2 separate regions of the Sus scrofa genome follow, and region 1 is linked to region 2. A link is a contact called in public Hi-C data. All regions are on one chromosome and are shown on one strand. The core of a region is the stretch at or near the end of the contact, and the rest is flanking DNA. Distances in the headings are between cores, read along the strand shown. Region 1 overlaps LOC102164365 (a long non-coding RNA gene). Region 2 has its middle 37 kb from the start of C3H16orf72.

Region 1 (5,318 bases), core at 2,141-4,640, 87 kb after region 2:
TATGGAGGTTCCCAGGCTAGGAGTTGAATCCGTGCTGTAGCAGCCAGCCTACACCATAGCCACAGCAACGCGGGATCTGAGCCATGTCTGCGACCTACACCACAGCTCATGGCAACGCCGGATCCTTAATCCACTGAGCGAGGCCAAGGATCAAACTTGCATCCTCATGGATCCTAGTCAGATTCGTTTCTGCTGGGCCACGACAGGAACTCCAGACTTTGATTGTTTTTGATGACAGTTTTGAGAAGCCATGGTCAGGTATTTGGAGAATGTCCCTCGAGTGGATTTTGCCTGATGTTCCTCTCGTGATGCGCCTCGGGTGATGGATTCGGGGAGGAGGACCACACATGAAGTGACTTTCTCATCACATCACATCAAGGATGTGTATCATCAGCATGACTGCTGACCCTGAAGATGACCTAGATGACCTAACGTCTATCAGATTTCTCTGTTGTCCAGGGACTTTGTTTTTGTCCATGATATTTTTTTGGTCCAGCTTTATTGAGATATAAGTGTCCATGATATTTTGAGGAATGAAAAATGCTAATTCCAAAAAAAGAATATAAAGTATAGACAGTTATAAAAAATTATGTGTAGCAAATATGTGTGTTTTTACCTGTCCGGCCCTGATTCTCCTTTCTTCGAGTTACGCTTTTCCAAATTTCCTTTGGGTAATGACCACCCCTTCATTCTTAGCCCATGTGGTTTATGTGGGGCTGATCCTCTTCCTGGATTCCTGGGGTGGGCACATGACCCAGCTCAACCAATCAGAGGATCCCATTCTGGTTCGACCTGGTTCAGAGGTGGACATGTGACCCAAGTGCGTCCAGTGAGCCTGAGCCCTGAAAAGAGATGTTGTCTGTGTTGCTAAGCTTGGAAGATTTGAGCTTGAAGGACCAAACGGAGGAAAGCAAAGGCGAGAGGGGGAGAGAGACAGATTCCTGACACATCATATGAACAAGAGCATTTAAACATGCCTAAGGCTAGTGTGTTCCTTTTCAGTTGTGTGGGCCAATTCTTCCACTCCTGTTCTTAAAAATTATTTTTACTACATTTTCTTTAGCTCTGTAACTCTTCTATTTCTGTATCTATTTATCTGTCTATATCTCTCACTGTCTGTTGTCTGTCTCTGGGCGTGTATTCCTCACTCCTGTCATCTGCCAGTTACTTACTCTCATCAGACTCTTCACTTCTAAGTACTTCAGTATGTACCTGCTAACAACAGCAATGTTATCCTACATCCTACAGTGCAGTTACCTTATTAAAGAAATTGAAGGAAATCCCATCATGGCTCAGCAGTTAACAAATCTGACTAGCATCCATGAGGATGCAGGTTTGATCCCTGGCCTTGCTCAGTGGGTTAAGGATCTAGCGTTGCCATGAGCTGTGGTGTAGGTGGCAGATCTGGCTTGGATCTGGTGTTGTTGTGGCTGTGGTGCAGGCCGGCAGCTGTAGCTCCGATTAGCCCCCTAGCCTGGGAACTTCCATATGCTGTGGGTGCGGCCCTGAAAAAAAAAAAAAAAAAAAAGTCAGAAAGAGAAAGAAAATTGCGAAATGATCTCACTTATACATGGTATCTAAAAAACAAAGCAAGCCAACAAACAAAAGAAAATGAGGAGCTCCCATTGTGGCTCAGTGGTTAACGAATCCGACTAGGAACCATGAGGTTTCGGGTTCGGTCCCTGGCCTCACTCAGTGGGTTAAGGATCTGGCGTTGCCGTGAGCTGTGGTGCAGGTCGCAGACGCGGCTCGGATCCCACGTTGCTGTGGCTCTGGCATAGGCTGGTGGCTACAGCTCCGATTCAATCCCTAGCCTGGGAACCTCCGTATGGCACAGGTGCGGCCCACAAAAAGCCAAAAACAAAACAAAACATACTCATAGATACAGAGAACAGAGGATAGTTGCCAAAAGGAAGGGGGTGGGAGACAGGCAAAGTAGGTAAAGGGGGTTAAAAGGTACAAAAATATAACATGTGCGGTTACGTCGTATATAAGGCACGGGGACATAATGCACAGTATGAGGGATGTGATCTGTAATATCCTAGTAAAGTTGTATGGGGACAGATGGTTACTAGACTTCTTGCAGGGATCGTTTCGTGATGTATGCAAATGTCAGGTCATTGTGTAGTACACCGAAACTAACACAATGCTGTGCATCAACTGTATGTCCCCTGTGAAAAAGAAATCTCACACTGACATCATAGGGGTTCCTGTCGGGGCCTAGCGGTAACAAACCCGACTAGTATCCCTGAGGACGTGGGTTCGATCCCTCTCCTCGCTCAGTGGGTTAAGGATCCGATGTTGCTGTGGCTGTGGTGAAGGCGGGCAGCTGCAGCTCCTACTCGACCCCTATGCTAGGAACCTCCATATGCTGCGGGTGTGGCCCTAAAAGACCAAATAATAATAATAATAATAACATTATAGTATTTTCTGATATATAGTCCACGTGCAAATTGCCCACTTATCCCAATAATGTCCTTCTTGGCTCCCATTCAGGATCCTGCGTTACACTCTTAGCTCTCTCAGCTGGCAGATGGCTTTAGTCTCTAACGTTCTTTTTTCTTTTTTTTTTTCCTGAGCTATGTGGAAGTTCCCTGTGGGCCAGGGATCAGGGATCAAACCCGTGCCACAGCAGCAACCTTAGCTGCTGCAATGATATTGCCAGATCTTTAAACAGCTGAGTGACAAAAAAAAAATCTCCTTTCACTTCTACTTTAGACACTTTTATAATGGTTGGGTCTTTTAAAAAATCCTCACCTATGCTCTGCAGTTTTAAAGGTTGTTAGGTGGTAAGTTGCAGGCTCTAGAGCTGGGTAGTATGTGGTTTCTCCCAGCTCTGCCACTTACCACCTGTGTGGTCAGGGACGAGCCACTTAACCTCTGGGGACTCTAGTTCCCTTATGGGCAAAATGAGGTTATCATGATCTTCCTTTCCTGAGGGCATTGCTAACACAAGCAAAACCCTCGAAAAGTTAGCTGCTGCTATTTCTTGTTTGTTTTTTGTCCTATTCAGGCTGTACCATGACATATGGAAGTTCCCAGGCTAAGGGTCGAGTCAGAGCTTCAGCTGCCAACCTACACCACAGCCACAGCAAGCAGGATCCGAGCTGGGTCTGTGATCTACACCACGGCTCACAGCAATGCCAGATCCTTAACCGACGGAGTGAGCCCAGGCCTCGAACCTGCAACCTCATGGATACTAGTCGGTTTGTCACCCTTGAGCCACGATGGGAACACCCACTATATGCTTCGATGCAAACTGGGAGTGGGAGGGAGGAGCAAGTCCACAAAGAGGAAGAATAAGGAAGGAAGGGCTGGCTCAGAAGGTGCAGGGAGCATGGGGATGCTAACTAACGGGTGGGTTGCGGGAGGAGAACCATGAGTAACCCGTCCTGCAATAGGAGGAGAGCAGAGAATGGGAGACGTCTGTGGGGTGACTGGAAGGGCAGTATGGAGGAGGTGACATTCAAGCTGGGATGTCACCACAGGACACAGAGGAGAGAACCAGGGTTTGCCTGCCTGTTTAGGGTGAAAGATTCGGGAAGGCTCACAGAGAAGCAGCATGACAGTGGATGAGATCTTGAGCTCCAGAATTGGACAGTCTTGAGCGTAAGCTCGATGGGTATAACAATATAGTACTGTTTGATTTTTTTTGTTTGTTTTCTTTCTTTCTTTCTTTCTTTCTTTCTTTCTTTCTTTCTTTCTTTCTTTCTTTCTTTCCTTCTTTCTTTCTTTCTTTCTTTGTTTGTCTTATGTCTTTTTATGGCCCGACCCAAGGCATATGGAGGTTCCCAGGCTAGGGGTCTAATTGGAGCTGTAGCTGCTGGCCTACACCAAAGCCACAGCAACTCGGGATCCTTAACCCACTGAGGGAGGCCATGGATTGAACTCACATCTTTACAGACACTCTGTCAGGTTCACAACCTGCTGAGCCACATTGGGAACTCCAGTACTGTTTGATTTTTGCGAATTTGAAATGCCAGCATAGACCTAATATAAGTGAAACTTGCTTAGTGCACCCAGTTTGAAATAATTTGGGATCCCTTCCCCCCAAAGTTGTTGTTTGTTTGTTTTTGTCTTTTTAGGCTGTGCACCCATGGCATATGGAAGTTCCCAGGCTAGGGGTCAAATCAGAGCTGCAGCTGCCAGCCTACACCACAGCTCACAGCAACGCCAGATCCCCAACCCACTGAGCGAGGCCAGGGATCGAACCTTCGTCCTCATGGATGGTAGTCAGATTCGTTTCTGCTGAGCCATGGCGGGAATGACACCCCCAAGTTTTAATGTATCAGAAATCATAAAATTTCCAAAAATTACTTGGAATGTCAGACTTAGCATACTGAATACAATTTGATGGTTCCTGCTACAGATGTTCCTACTGGGAACATCCCAACCACCCCCCAGTCCCTCTTGGGGAATAGCAACATTTGCCAGTTTGGGTCAGATTTGAAGGTCCCACAAAAGTTATAATGTGACCCTGACAGAATAAGGGCATAGAGTAAGTCTTGATCATTGTGTGTTATTTTGGAGTTCTGGTCATGGCTCAGTGGTAACACACATCAGACAAAATCCACCTGAGGGACATTATGCAAATACCTGATCACTTTCCTCAAAACTGTCATCAAAAACAAGGAAAGTCTTAGAAATTGTCACAGCCAAGAGAAGCCTAAGAAGATACGACAAAAAAATGTAATGTGCTGTTGTGGATCGGATCTTGCAACAGGAAAAGGACTTTAGGTAAAACTAAGAAAATCTGCAATTCCTGTTGCCACTCAGTGGAAACAGCTCCGGCTAGTATCCATGAGGATGCAGGTTCGATCCCTGGCCTCACTCAGAGGGTTAAGGTTTCTGTGAGCTGTGGGTAGGTCTCAGATGCAACTTGGATCCCGAGTTGCTATGGCTGGGGCATAGGCCAGAACCTGCATCTCTGATTTGACCCCTAGCCTGGGAATTTCCATATGCTGCAGGTATGGCTCTTAAAAAAAAAAAATGTTATTTTATTATCCTGGTGATCCTTGCTGATATTGGCAAGAATGGGCATGACCATAAGACCAGCCTAGCCAGATGGAAGAGTAAATACAGCTAAAGGAATTATATGGGAGTTATCGTTGTGGCTCAACGGTTTAGGAACCTGACTAGTATCCATGAGGAAGCAGGTTCGATCCCTGGCCTCGCTCAGTGAGTTAAGGATCTGGTGTTGCAGTGAGCTGTGGTGTAGGTCACAGATGTGGCTCGGATCTGCAGCCGGCAGCCGCAATTCCGATTTAGTCCCTAGTCAGGAACATCCCTATGCTGCAGGTAAGGACCCAAAAAGAAAA
Region 2 (5,347 bases), core at 2,807-5,306:
GTTTCCAGGGAGAAGGTCAAAGGCTTTATGCCACGCCCCCCCACTTTTAAATTATAAAATTTCATTAAATTATAAAATTACTTAAATCATAAAATATCACTGGTCTGGATTGATGGCTCTCAAACTTCAGTATGTATCACAATCACCCAGAGAACATGTCAGTATTCTCCATACTCAGCATCCCTGTGCAAACCCCAGCAAGGTCTGATTCAGAGGGGGTGGGATGCACCCTGGATCTCTGCTCTGAGTCTCCCACCAGCCGACGCTGATGCAGGTTCAAGGACCACATTTTAAGAAATACTGCCCCAAAGGCTTCCTTGATCCCTCTAAGGGTCTTGACAGAAGGCGTCTTGAAGGGTATTTCTAGTGGTGACATTCTCAGAGGATTCAAGAAAACAAGCGGCCCTCCCAGGGGGCAGGTGTCTTGATGACAGGACCCTTACCACCCCTTGGTCAGAGCCCAGGGTCAGGAGGAGCGACTGCCAGGAACAGCTGCCCTGTGGACCAAGAGCCTCTAGATGGCAGTGTTCAGCTAGAAACAGAGCCGGCTGAAGGCCCAGGGCACCACCCAGAGGGAAGCAGGAGCCAGGGGCCACTCCCACAACCTCCTCAACAGAGTGGGGACTGAGGGATGAATGGATGACGGACAACTGGAGGGTTTGACATGATCCATAGTGTATCGATCACATTTATTGAAGACTTGCTGCCAGGCACTATTCTGGGCAACTTAGGACAAATGAAGATCACGTTTTATCATTAACACTGTATACGTTTCCTGTTAAAGCATCAGCATTTCCCCATTTCTTTTTTTTTTTTTTTTTAGGGCCGCACCTGTGGCATATGGAGGTTCCCAGGCTAGGGGTCTAATCAGATCTGTTGCCACCGGCCTACACCAGAGCCACAGCAACGCCAGGTCTGAGCCGCATCTGCGACCTACACCACAGTTCCTGGCAACGGCGGATCCTTAACCCACTGAGCAAGGCCAGCGATCAACTGCAACCTCATGGATACGAGTCAGATTCCTTTCCCCTGTGCCACAACAGGAACTCCCCTAGCAGATCATGTTTAAAGATCTTTCTATATATGGCCAACTTATTTTGGGGGTCATAGTTAAGTTTGCCGTCTCAGGAGCAGCATAAGCAAAGATACATCATGGACTTCCCAGAAATAAGTAGTATCCACTTAGCTTTTTAAATGTCTTCAAAACACAGTATCTTTTTCTAAATCTGAATTTCACAAAGTAAGGTTGAACTTTTTAATTCATATATTGTTTGGTCATTTGTATTACCACTTCTGAATTTCCTGTTCATATCTTTTTATTTTTCCTTTTTGGTGTATTGCTTGTCACAGTCCCATTTTCCTTTCAATTTTATTTATATCAGTGATGAACAAAAGTAAAATTTATGCTCATAATCAGCCTTTTTTTTTTTTTTTTTTTTGTCTTTTGTCTTTTTAGGGCCGCACCCGCAGCATATGGAGGTTCCCAGGCTAGGGGTCGAATTGGAGCCTCAGCTTCTGGCCTACACCACAGCCACAGCAACTCGGGATCCGAGGCACGTCTGCGACCTACACCACAGCTCATGGCAACACCAGATCCTCAACCCACTCACTGAGTGAGCCAGGGATCGAACCTGTGTCCTCACAGATGCTAGTCAGATCTGTTTCCGCTGAGCCACAAGGGGAATTCCTCCTTATCCACTTCTGAGATGAGGAAACAGGCACAGAGCAGTTCAGTGCGTTTGCTCAAGATCACACATCTCACTGGTGGTAGAGCCAGGATATTCCAATCCAGGCAGCCTGTGTCCAGAGAATGTATATCAGCATTATGTGTTTTTTTAGCCCTGCTGTGTTGTTCTACTTCTTTAGTGTGCCAGGCATTTTAATTAAAAAATTCCATTTTTATACTAAAGAAAAGGCATGATTGAGTAGAAAAGAAGCTATTATCTCTCTTTATACTGAGGCCACGAAATACCACCATTTAACTGGAGTGAATAAAAAGCAAAAGTAAACATGCAAAATGATCCTGAATGACAACTCCCCACTGTATTACAAGTTCCATGGATTTTTTTTTTTTTTGTCTTTTTTTGTCCTTTTAGGGCCACACCCATGGCATAGCTAAGTATGGGTGCTGTAGCCACCAGCCTACGCCAGAGACACAGCAACACGTGGGATTGGTGCCGCGTCTGCGACCTACACCACAGCTCACAGCAACACCAGATCCTTAACCCACTGAGCAAGGCCAGGGATCGAACCCGCAACCTCATGGTTCCTAGTCGGATTTGTTAACCACTGAGCCACGACGGGAACTCATGATTTTTGTTTTTCTTTTTATGGCCACACCTGTGGCATACGGAAGTCCCTGGGCTAAGGGTGAATCAGAGCTGCAGCTGCTGGTCTACACCACAGCCACAGCAACACCAGAACTGGAGCCACATTTCAGAGAGGCCAGGGATCGAACCCACATCATCCTCATCAACACCATGTCGGGTTCTAAACCCTCTAAGCCACATCGGGAACTCCCTACAAACTCCATGAAAACATGGATTGTATCTTGACCAGGTAAAGAAAGTAACACAGGAGGAGAGAGTCTAGACTTGAGAGAGAGAAAATTCCAAATTTGAGTCCCAGCTGGGTATCCTCAGACAAGTCACTCAACCTTTCTGAGCAGCAGCTTCTCCCATGGCAACACAGACACAGACACATGCCTTAGGGGTTGCAGCAACCTTGCCATGGGATATGCATGTAAAACACCCAAGAGAAATGGGGTTATCAGTATGACTAGCCCTTCATCTCCCTGTGGCCATAACACAAATTCCTGCAGGACTGGTGGACTTCCTGTTTGTTTTGGCCCACCCTGCTGCACTCAGAGAAGCCCAAGCCTGCTCTGCCCACAGCCATGTCTCCTGCCGAAAGCTAACAGAAGGATGACAGCCATAGCTGGGGCCTAGGAAGGGCTTCTGAGACAAAGCCCTGGAGGGCAGCCCTAAGGCACCACCAGAACCGGGGTGGTACAGTCTGGGAATGGGAGGGAGTTGGGGGGTCAGAGAGCAGGAGCCAAACCCTGAGAATAAGTAACTGCACATCACAGGTCACAGAGTCCCGAGTGTCTCAAGCCAGACCCCAAATCCAGGACTGGTGAGAGGGCCCATTTTATTTACTTATTTATTTATTGCTTTTTAGGGCCGCACCCACGGCATATGGAGGTGCCCAGGCTAGGGTGTTAAATCGGAGCTGTAGCTGCTGGTCTACACCACAGCCACAGCAACATCAGATCTGAGCCGCGTCTGCCACCTGCACCACAGCTCATGGCAATGCCGGATCCATGACCCACTGAGCGAGGCAAGGGATCGAACCTTCGTCCTTGTGATGCCGGTCAGATTTGTTTCCACTGAGCCATGACGGGAACTGAGGACCCATTTTAAAGGTGGGCAAGATGAGCCCCAGAAAGCTGAATAGCCGTTCTTAAAGGAGCTTGGAAAGGCATCCACCCATCGTCCCAGGAGCCCTGACCTACAGAAGGTGCTTAATTGGGCCACCAGCATGTGTTGAACTAAAGCTTCCTTAAGCAGCTGTGCACCCTGCAATTCACCTTCGTCACAGGCATGACAGCTTCACTCATGGATCTGACCCCATCAGCATCTGAGTGTACCACCTTGGACGAACAGGACTTCATGGAATTTTCACAGTCAGCGTAGGGTACCGTTACCCAGTTTAATAGCAGAGGCCCAGACCAAGCACCGAGCTCAACAGGATTAAGGAGTGAAGTCCTGGCAGAGCAGGTCCTTCCACAATGGCCCAACAACTGGATTGGGCACTGGGAGGTGGAAGAGGGTGGAAGAGAGTCTTTAGAGGAAAAGAGGCCCATGGGATCTGGCAGCAGACACCCCCCCCCCACCGCCCCCGGGCTCTCAAATCCTGACTCCCGATCTCTGGCCCCATGCATCAGCACCCCACTCACCACCAGGAATCCCCAGGACAAGCCCTGCCCTAGAAGGGCTGTCCCTTTAAGGCTCTGGTGGGCAGACCCAGCCTTTTCCATGGAGCTGACACAGTGCTGTTTCTCTGTCATCCAAATTCCAGGCCGAAACAGGAAGTGAGTCGCCACCGGAGAATGTGGGACTCCCAGCCTAAGGGACAGGCTCAAGGCCAATGCTGGGTCCCTACAGGGGTCAGGCCTTTGGGAGGGTCAGGCCTTTGCCAGGTGCATGGCTCTTGGGTGAAGGAACACCAGTATCTGCTTGCGTCACTAATAGTATGCAACTGAGAGACGTTCTCAAACTCAATCCAAGTTCATCCAAGTTGACCAGATCACACAGGGATCTTTCAGTCCCCATCCAGGCCCCCAAAATGAAAGCGTCAGGTAATCTACACGCTCATATTCCTGGGCGGTAGTTAACCCAGGCCATCCCCACTCTGCAAGAGGACACTGAGGCTCCAGTTAAGGTAATCTGCCCATGGTCCCAATCCTAGTGAATTTGATCCACCTGGACGTGGAATGCTCAGGCGCCTTCTACACAGGGCGGAAGCAGACAGATGTGGGTTCAGATCCTGGCTGAGGCACCACCTGAAGCTTCTGGTGCCTCTGTCTTATCTGTCAAATGGGGATCCCCTCATCCTATCAACAAGTATTTCCTCCCGGATGTCTGCTCGGTGGCAGGCACAGTGACAGGTAAAGGGCCCACGACACAGTCCAGGAAAGGCAGACGCAGCTCAAAAGTAAACCAGTAAATGAAATGACCACCGGATGAGAACAAGGGCTTGAGAGGATGGTGGGGAAGGGCCGCTGAGCTGAGTGAACACAAACCAGGAAGAATAAAGGGGCGGCCTTCGCCACCAATGGGTCAAAGGGAGGAAATCAAAATCCAGCACCCCTAAGACCTGGAGCAAAAGCTCATAAGGATGGGCCTCTGGGGAAGGGTCCAGTGCGGTGACCACCCCCACACCCCGCCCGGTACGACCTGCTAGGTCATGCCCAGGAAGGGGACGCCCAGGCCGCCACCTTCGGAGAACGCCAGCGCGGGTGACAGCACTGCGGCCTCGGGCCCTGGTCCTCCCTAGCCTGGGACAGAGCCGGCTCGCGGCCCAGAGCCTGGAAACGACCCCCCTGAGCCTTGAGGCCCCCACCCCCGGCGGCGTAAGCCCCTGTGAGGAGGAAACAAGCCCCAGCGGGGACGCGCTGGCCGCCTACCCTGTCGGCGCTCGGGCTTCCTGAGCTGGAGGCGCGCCCGCTGCGCGGGGCCTAGCGAGCGGGTTTAAAGCGGGGTTCACTGCGCAGCTCCGTCTCCCGCACGTCGGGTCCCAGGCGGCGCCGCTGGGCACAGCCCACCCCTTCCCTCCGTGGTGGTCC

The links. A called contact is a pair of places that touch in the nucleus more often than the background predicts.
Region 1: a contact with region 2 is called in a Hi-C map of alveolar macrophages, with 2.5 times the contacts expected there. The contact joins two enhancer-like sites. A contact is called at or near these places in 1 of 5 promoter capture datasets (liver), 19 of 47 Hi-C or Micro-C datasets (alveolar macrophages, blood, embryonic fibroblasts and 9 more) and 2 of 2 datasets of contacts at active chromatin or transcription factors (alveolar macrophages and skeletal muscle).

The regions. Positions count from the first base shown.
Region 1 is chr3:33,704,136-33,709,453 of Sscrofa11.1, forward strand. LOC102164365 (a long non-coding RNA gene) reads left to right here. Exons shown (of 3, transcript XR_298187.3): 3 at 239-571. Among named protein-coding and RNA genes, the nearest start is that of USP7, 48 kb to the right of the region's middle. Within about 2 kb of position 3,391, at least 1 of the 83 cell types and tissues checked has an H3K27ac peak or open chromatin away from gene starts, as enhancers often do. A contact at or near this core is called in alveolar macrophages, where this site is marked.
Region 2 is chr3:33,615,990-33,621,336 of Sscrofa11.1, forward strand. No RefSeq gene overlaps it. Among named protein-coding and RNA genes, the nearest start is that of C3H16orf72, 37 kb to the right of the region's middle. Within about 2 kb of position 4,057, at least 21 of the 83 cell types and tissues checked have an H3K27ac peak or open chromatin away from gene starts, as enhancers often do. A contact at or near this core is called in alveolar macrophages, where this site is marked.